2 separate regions of the Anas platyrhynchos genome follow, and region 2 is linked to region 1. A link is a contact called in public Hi-C data. All regions are on one chromosome and are shown on one strand. The core of a region is the stretch at or near the end of the contact, and the rest is flanking DNA. Distances in the headings are between cores, read along the strand shown.

Region 1 (4,152 bases), core at 966-3,465:
TGTTGGCGCTGCCGCAGGACCTGCAGGCTGCCCGCGCCCTCCTGGTGGTGGCCATCGTGCTGGCCGTGCTGGGCCTGATGGTGGCCATCGTGGGCGCCCAGTGCACCCGCTGCGTGGAGGACGAGACCACCAAGGCCAAGATCACCATCGTCTCCGGCGTCATCTTCCTGCTCTCCGGCATCATGACCCTCATCCCCGTCTCCTGGTCGGCCAACACCATCATCCGGGATTTCTACAACCCGCTGGTGCTTGAATCGCAGAAGAGGGAGCTGGGCACGTCCCTCTACGTGGGCTGGGCAGCCGCCGCGCTCCTGCTCTTCGGGGGGTCCCTGCTCTGCTGCTCCTGCCCCCCCAAAGATGAGAGGTACGCGCCCAGCAAGGTGGCCTACTCCGCCCCACGCTCCGCCGTCACCAGCTACGACAAGAGGAACTATGTGTGAGCCCCCACTTCCCCGCCCCGGCCCCCCGAGGGGCTCGGCCACCCGCACCCCCACCTCCAGCCCCGTCCGGCGGGATCGGTGCCACCAGGGACCCTCCGCCCCGCGGGCCGGGGAGAGACCCCGTCCCCGAGGGCACCCCGACCCCGGCGAGAGTGGGCAGAGGTGGGGGGCGATGGGGGGGGGGCAACGGGAGAGGTCCTGGGGTCAGGGCTGGGCCGCGGGAGCGGGAGCCGGGCGGGCGGCTGTGTAAATACAGACGGTTTCGTGTAAACAGAGCCAGTTTCGGGTTGCCAGGAGAGCTCTTCGCATGAGCGCCAGGAGGAAGCGGCAGTGCCCCTGTGCCCTGCCCCGCCAGCCCCCGGCCCCCTGGCCCCCCCGCCGGCCAGGCGCCTTCTCTCCCTGTTACGCGTGGTCTGTACGAGTTACATTTGTCAATAAACGTGTCCTGTTTTGGTAGCTGCGTGTCCTTGGGGAAGCTCTCCTCAGCTGGATGGAGGGGGGGACATGTGGGGTGGGAGCCATCTGCGGGACAACAGCTTCAGCCCCACGGGCTGAAAGTGTGGAGCTAATTAGCACAATTAAGGAAGAAAATGCCAGCCCCGGAGCCGGGATGGATAGGAACCCACCGCAGCCAGGACCATCTCTTTGTCCTCTCAAACAGGGGCGTGAGCACAGAGCTGTCCCCATGCCAGGAGCCACCCCACCGGGAATGGAGCCCACCGGGGTCACCGGGGACGCCCCCCCTGGCCCCGCAGGAGCAGCAGCGTCCACACAGCACCAGATCTGGGGACATGCAACTCCCAAGTCCCATCCTGTGCCCCAGCCCCTCCTTGCTTTCTCTCCCCCTCTGGCTCCCTCCCAACCCATGGGACTGCCCTTCTGGGGTCTGGTGGTCCCGGGGAGGGCTGCTCTCCCCCACACACACACTTTTGAGGGTACTGCTGGCAGCGGGTGGGTCTGCAGACACCCAAGCAGCCGTTCACATCCTGCTGCTGACACTCCCTGCCCGCTCAGTACAAAGTCTGGCTCTCCGGAGGGGAAGACGGGCTCTTTCCCCCCCAGCAAAGGCTGGGGTGAGGCCGCATTGCACAACCGCCCGTACCGCCTGTTCCCAGCCGGCGGCATGGCACGGCTCGGCTCGGCTCGGCCCCACAGGGCCCCCGCCTTCCCGCCACGCTCCAGCGAGCAGGGACAAAGCCGCAGGTGCATCGCCCCGTCCCGCGCGGGGCCGCCGGCTGCTGCCTCCTCTCGGCCCTTCCCCGGCCCACCGGGGACGTCCTGCAGCCGCCGCTTGGAAAAGCGCTGCCCAGAGGCAGGGCAGAGCAGGCGGTTTCGCCACTCCCGGTCCGACACCCCCGTGGGCAGGCCGAGCCCGCGGCGACCTGCACGGCTCCGGTTCCCCGGCCCCACCTGGCCCCCGATAAGGATCGGCCGCGCTGCGGAGCGGAGCAGCCCGGCTGGGGCCGGCCTGGGGCTCCCGGGGACAGCGGGGCGCTGGCACGCGGGGCCTGCGGGCAGGCGGTGACCTTGCTGCCTGCAGGCGGAGGCCGGCAGCGAGCACAAGGAGGCCTTTGAGGGACGCGGCCCCCCCCCCGGTTCCACCCCCGGTGTCAGCTCTCCCCTCGCTGGCTCTGCGACAAAGGCAGCGCTGCGGGGCCGGGATGCCTGGTGCGGGGAGGCGCTGCCGCCGATCACTCGAGTGTGGCTGCGGGGCACCGACGTGCACCCACGTGCTGCGTCCTGCCACAGCACAGCACGGCACAGCACAGCACGCGGCCCCTCGGGGCGCCATGGGGAGCAGGGCACGGCAGCACCACGCAGGCCTGGGGGAGTCCCCAGGATGGCAGAGGTCTGGGGGGAGCACCGCACATCCTCGGTCACAGGTCCCAGGCGGGGCTGGAGCCCCACGGGGACAGGGACAGGGACGGGGATGGGGACAGCTGCCTGCACGGGGCCGGGCGTCGGACGGGCAGTGTGCAGGGACACGCGGTGTGACGTGGTGACAACGGGGGGACACGGTGGCACACCATGGTGCACGGTGACACACACGGTGACACCCGGTGACACACACCCGGTGACACCGCTGGCACACGCGGCCCCGTTCTCCGAGGCCCGCTCCGGGCGCTGAGTCACGGCGCCGCCGCCCCCTCCGGCCGCCAGGGGGCGCGCGCGGGCAGCGGCGGGAGGCGGGGCCGCCGGTTGCGCGTCACGTCCTGCGCGCCGCCCGCCGCCGCCGCCGCCGCCGCCATGCTGCGCCGGCTGCCCCGCCGCCCCCACCCGCCGCCGCCCGCCGCCCGCTCCGCCGTGACGTAAGGGCCCGGCCGCGCGCGGGGCCAGGGAGGGAGGGAGGGAGGGGGCGGGGCCGTGCCAGGAGGGGCGGGGCTGCACCCCCCGCTTGTCCCCGCCCCCTCGCCGTGTGACCCCGCCCCCTGCCCGGGCCTGGCCCCGCCCCTTCTCGGCCCCGCCCCTCCAGGCCCCGCCCCCTCTGCCCCGCCCTGACGCCCCCCCCCCGCAGGGCCGTGCCCCTGTCCCACGCGGCGCTGGGTCCCGCGGGGCCGCGGCCGCCCCTGGTGCTGCTGCACGGGCTGTTCGGCAGCCGCGGCAACCTGCAGACAGCGGCCAACGCACTGGCACGACGCAGCGGCAGCCAGGTGAGGCCGGGACCCGGGACGGGGGGGACGGGGAGGCCGCGGCGGTGCCCCGGGGCTCGGGGCTGTGGCCGCCTGCACTGGTGCCAGGGGTGACGGGGCGCTGCCCGGCAGGTGCTGACGCTGGATGCCCGCAACCATGGCAGCAGCCCCCACAGCCCGGTGATGACGTACGAAGCCATGAGCCTGGACGTGCAGCAGCTCCTGGCCCGCCTGGGCATCGCCAAGTGCATCGTGCTGGGACACAGCATGGGCGGCAAGACGGCCATGGCGCTGGCCTTGCAGCGGGTCGGCGGGCGCCTGAGGCCGGTGGCGGGAGCGGGCCGGGTGGCGGGACGCTGTGGGAAGGGGGTGGCGACCGCGAGGTGGGGGGTGACACCTGAAGGAGCTCGGGGATGGGCACGCGGAGCTCTGCGCTGGGGCAGGAGGAGGCTGCAAGCCTTCGAGGAGCCTTGCCGGGAGCCCTGCGCCTGGCCCTGCCACGCAGAGTGTGGCTGGGAGGGCTCGGCTCGCGTCCAATGTGCCCCGCTTGTGTCCCCAGCCAGACCTGGTGGAGCGCCTCATCTCCGTAGACATCAGCCCTGTCTCAACCACGCTCGTCTCCGAGTTCTCTGCCTACATCTCTGCCATGAAGTCAGTGAACATCCCGGCTGGTCTGTCCCGCTCTGCAGCCCGCCAGCTGGCTGACAGTCAGCTGAGTCCAGCGGTCCAGGTGGGAAATCCTTCTGCTGGAACGGGGCTTCTGCTCCTGGCCTGTCCCTGGGACACTGGGCTTCAGGACCACAGTCCCTGCTGGGCTCTTCCCTCTCCTGCTAGCTCGGTGCTGGCCTGTGCAGCTGGGCCACCAGGGCACTGGGGGACTTGGCACACGGAGCCTGTGAGGCCTGCGGGGTGGGCTGGAGGGGACAATGCAGGGTGCCAGCACATCCTGAGGGCGCGTTGCTCTCACTGATGAGCGTGTTACCCACCAGCACATTCCTCTTTTGTGGCAGCACCCGCAGCTGAGGCAGTTCCTTCTCACCAACCTGGTGGAGGTGGAGGGCCGCTACGTCTGGCGTGTGAAC
Region 2 (4,152 bases), core at 880-3,379, 160 kb after region 1:
AACTTCTGAAACCTGCTATAGGGACAAACATTCCCCCCATCTGCTCTGTGATAAGTTTTCTGTATCTTCCTGTGAAGCAGCAGCCTCTTCCCCAGGCCAGGAGTGCAATGGTTAGGCAGTCCCAGTTCAGACTAATCATGCCTCTGCCTTCCTTCATTTCTAATTAAGGTTTCTATGGGGCTTGCTGCCCTTAATCTTTGAAAAAGGCATCTTTGTCCCAGCTGGCAGTCACTAACATGATGTTATTAAAAGTCAACCAATAACACTGTTTTAAACATAACTTTATTCCTTTGCTGGTGTTCATTTTCTTGTCTCCTGTGACCAACCCACTGCAGGACCTCTGAGTCTAGAGAAAAGCTGAATTTCTCACATTAAAAAAAAAAACAAAACAAAACAAAAAACAAACAGCAGAATTATACTCTAACCCTTTCAGTCTCTTCTTGTTTTCTCCCTTGCAGGAAAGTCTGTCTTAAACTAGAGGGAAAATAATAATAATAATGATAAAGCCAGGAGAGGGTCTAGATTCACCCAGTTCAACTTTATGTGTATGTGGCACATGGCTCCTCTCAACCAGCTCCCTACATCCTTGGCCATCTAGAGGGCTCAAGGTGACTTTAAAGAGGGGGGTGTCTTGAAGTCAGGGTGCTCACACTGGTTTCTTTAGGAGTCAGGAAGGCTGAGAGCCTCCAGGGATGCATTTCACTGCCTCAAAGGAATGAGTGTCTAGTTGGCAGTCTAAAAGTACTTTTTCTCTTTTCTTCTTTATCCTCAAAAAAGGAGAACTCTTGAGTCTGCAGCAAGTCCCAAGATTACTGGAGAAAGTGGTCAGTACTAGCAAACCCTTTCCACTCCCTACTGCAGTATTACTGGGCTGTGCAGGGCAACGCCCACTTGAAAGTGTTTTCATTTTCTGATTTTTATTCTGCTGCTACTTTTCATCCAGAAAACAGACATCTCAGATGGTAGGCCCTCTCCATGGGGCTTCCTGTGAGAGTGTGCAGGTCTATCTAGGTGGGTTCTCAGGTGGGAAGAGAGGGAGGAATTCTACAGGAAGGTGTTTTTTGAATCCTCTTCTGTAAATGGACTACAATCCTTGGCTGCCTACAAGAGAAGAAGTATCATCTAAGAAAATGGGAAATGGTTCCTCTCAGTTCCTGCACATCTCACGTCTTAAGTGATACTTTTGAGTGGTCAGTACCCTTAGGCTCCATCACTAAATGTCTTCAGTATCACTGCAATGAAACAGTTCATTTTCCTTCATTGAGTCCAAAGACCCAGCTGAAAACTGATGGAAGCCAGAGCATCCTGAACTCACTCTATCCACAACCAAGCCATTGGTCCTTCCTCGGGGATGCCTTTCTTCCCAGGACCTTCAACCCCACCGAGTTAGGTTGCTGTGGGCAGAGTGCCTAGGCTGGCTGGACCTCCTCCATTTCTGCACAGAGCCTCTGTTCCTTCCTTCTCTAAAGTTCAGATCCTTTTGAAATGTGAATATAAGTTTTGTTTTTCCGAGTCTGTCCTAGCTCTTAGGGCTTGAGAATAAATTATGACCCAAAACGGAATAGGTTTTATATATATGCAGAACTGTGTATTTATGTCTGATAGAAACAAAGATGTGTGAATATGCTGATGTGCTCAGAAATATATTTATTTACTAATATATTTATCCACGTATCATGTCTGCTCGTGTGTTTTTGTTCTGCACCAAGCCGGGTTTGTGTTGGAAACAAGCGCCTCTTCGCCACGCCACGCAAGTGAGTTGTTTCAGACAACCCGTGGCTGCCGCCGCAGCCGGCCAGGTGAAGCCTCGCTGCCCAGCGAGCGCGGGGAGCTGCAAACACCGCCGAGGTCAGGACACGGGGCGAGGCCTCGTCCCCCGGGGCTGCAGCAGGCGCAGTGGGCCTCCGGCTCCGTCCGGCCCCGGCCTCACCTCGAAGCTCCCGCGACCTTCGGCCCGGCCTCGGCTCCCCGACAGCCCGGCCCCGCCGCTGGGCTGCGGGCGGCTCCCGCCGGGCCCGAGGCCGCGGCCCCTCAGCGGCTCCCGGTCTCGCCTCTGCCCGCCCTCCCCGCTCCTCTCGGTCCCGGCGTGCGGCGCTGTCCGCCGCCTCTCCCCGTCCCTGGCGGCGCTCTGCCGCCCTCCTGCGGGGCCGCGGCTGGGCGCAGCCGCCACGGGCAGGCCCGGCCCGGCCCCGTCCTGCGCTTGCGCGGCGGCGGCGGCGGCGGGATGGCGCTGGAGACCGTCCCCAAGGACCTGCGGCACCTCCGGGCCTGCCTCCTCTGCTCCCTCGTCAAGGTGCGCCCGGCCCGAGCCCCCCGCCCCGGCCCCGACCGCGCCTCCCCCCGCCCCGCCTCGGCCTCCCTGTCCCGGCCCGGGCCCCTCTCCGCCGGCCGAGGCCCGGCCCGCCCGCTCGGCCCTCCTTCCGCCTGCCCGGGCCTCCTTCGCGCTCCGCCGGGCCCGGGGCTCCGTCTCGGCCCCGGCACTGGCTCCCCTCGCTCCCGCCGGCGCTGCCCGGCTCTCCCCTCCCTCCCCGGCCGGCTGCAGCCCCTCCTTTCCCCGGTCTGTCCCTGAGCTGACGCTTCAGTCCCCCTCAGACCATCGACCAGTTCGAGTACGACGGCTGCGACAACTGCGATGCCTACCTGCAGATGAAGGGCAACCGCGAGATGGTCTACGACTGCACCAGCTCCTCTTTCGATGGGTGAGTGGGGCAGTGACCAGGGGCTGCTCGGCAGCCCCGGTGCCATGGCACTTTGGCTGGGAGATTCCCTCACACCCCTGTCTCCCACAGGATCATTGCGATGATGAGCCCGGAGGACAGCTGGGTCTCCAAGTGGCAGCGCATCAGTGAGTGTCTCTCCCTCCTGGGTTGGACAGGAGCAAACTGTTCTGCAGCAGACCCCTCTCTGGGGCAGTGGGAGCTGTTCTTTGGGCTGCTGCAGGGGTTTCTGGCTGCTATTCCAGACGAGGGGGCATCTGTGCAGGCTGAGGCTGGTGGGGGCTTTTGCTCATCTGGCTGTTGCCATGCAGAGCATCTCAGTGTTTTCTTTCCCCCAGGTAACTTCAAGCCGGGTGTATATGCAGTGTCTGTGACTGGCCGCCTTCCCCAAGGTAATGCTGCCGGCTTGTGTAAGGCACTGATGGCTTATTCTGTGTACTAAGCATTGTATATTAGCCAGTTACACTCTTGAGTGTATTATGCCATATGTGATAAAATCAGCATTTAGGGATTCAGTAAATATGGTGTGTTACAAACACAGCACACACCATGTGGAAGAAAGGATTAGCCAGGTGACTGCAAAAAGACTTTAAATGGGAGGCTGGGTTCAGGTGTTCTGTAGACAGGTTTTCTACCTGGAGTCATTCAGCAGTCTGTCTGCCAGAAGTTGATATTAAAATGCTGTTGAATAAAACCTGTGATACTGGACAGCATCAAAGTGATAAACTGTGATTAAAGGGTGACTACAGAAAGTGGGCACATTTCAAGCTGTTCAGCTACAGGGGAACACAAAGGTTTGTCCATGAAAATGAGTTGTGCAGAAAAGGGTGCTGTTTGGAAAATGATCTTGAGACGGATACCCCTTCCATTGAAATACTGCACTGTTAAGCTATGATGGGTTTTATTCATTTATAAACGGAGTATGCAGCGAGTTGGCCTTACCTTCATAAAGCAGAGATTATACTTTCCATTTGGACAAGAGGCCCTGTCCTGTCCACAGTCCTTGATCAGACATCTAACCTGAGCCCCTTCCTAGGAGTACTACAATCTCACATCTCTGGTATAAAAGCCACGCTTTTGTCTGGAATCCTAAGCCCTGACCTGAGTTCCGCTGTCTGTGTTGGGAGAGATGGAACATCATGGGGTTTGAGGCCTCCTGGCACAGCTTTGGACACATCTGAAACAAGTGGAACATAGCAAGTGATGGCATGTGCTCCATGCAGCTGCAGGCAGAGCACAACATGGAGCACAGGGCAGAAGGAGAGGGTACGTGTAGGAGATGCTCTTTGGCCTTGGTTAGAGTGTATGGCATCTTCATATCACAGGCAGAGGTGAGAGAGAACTGGGGAATGCAGGAACCACTGAGAGACTGCACTCAAGGGCCTTGAAGGCTGTCATTTGTCTGTCCCTGGTGTGTGGTGCTGATGAGAGCTAT

The links. A called contact is a pair of places that touch in the nucleus more often than the background predicts.
Region 2: a contact with region 1 is called in a Hi-C map of subcutaneous adipose tissue, with 1.7 times the contacts expected there. The contact joins the promoter of SUPT4H1 here to the promoter of ABHD11 in region 1. A contact is called at or near these places in 2 of 8 Hi-C or Micro-C datasets (liver and subcutaneous adipose tissue).

Annotation. Positions count from the first base shown.
Region 1 is chr20:10,953,217-10,957,368 of IASCAAS_PekinDuck_T2T, forward strand. ABHD11 (abhydrolase domain containing 11) reads left to right here and starts at 2,216. Exons shown (of 7, transcript XM_072026148.1): 1 at 2,216-2,289; 2 at 2,956-3,091; 3 at 3,203-3,376; 4 at 3,630-3,800; 5 at 4,081-4,152. The coding sequence starts at 2,231. It overlaps LOC101790278 (claudin-3), which reads left to right. Exons shown (of 1, transcript XM_005015884.5): 1 at 1-896. The coding sequence ends at 440.
Region 2 is chr20:11,117,894-11,122,045 of IASCAAS_PekinDuck_T2T, forward strand. It overlaps SUPT4H1 (SPT4 homolog, DSIF elongation factor subunit), which reads left to right and starts at 2,130. Exons shown (of 5, transcript XM_027445937.3): 1 at 2,130-2,293; 2 at 2,593-2,699; 3 at 2,790-2,845; 4 at 3,056-3,109. The coding sequence starts at 2,225. RNF43 (ring finger protein 43) reads left to right here. Exons shown (of 9, transcript XM_005015864.6): 9 at 1-1,674.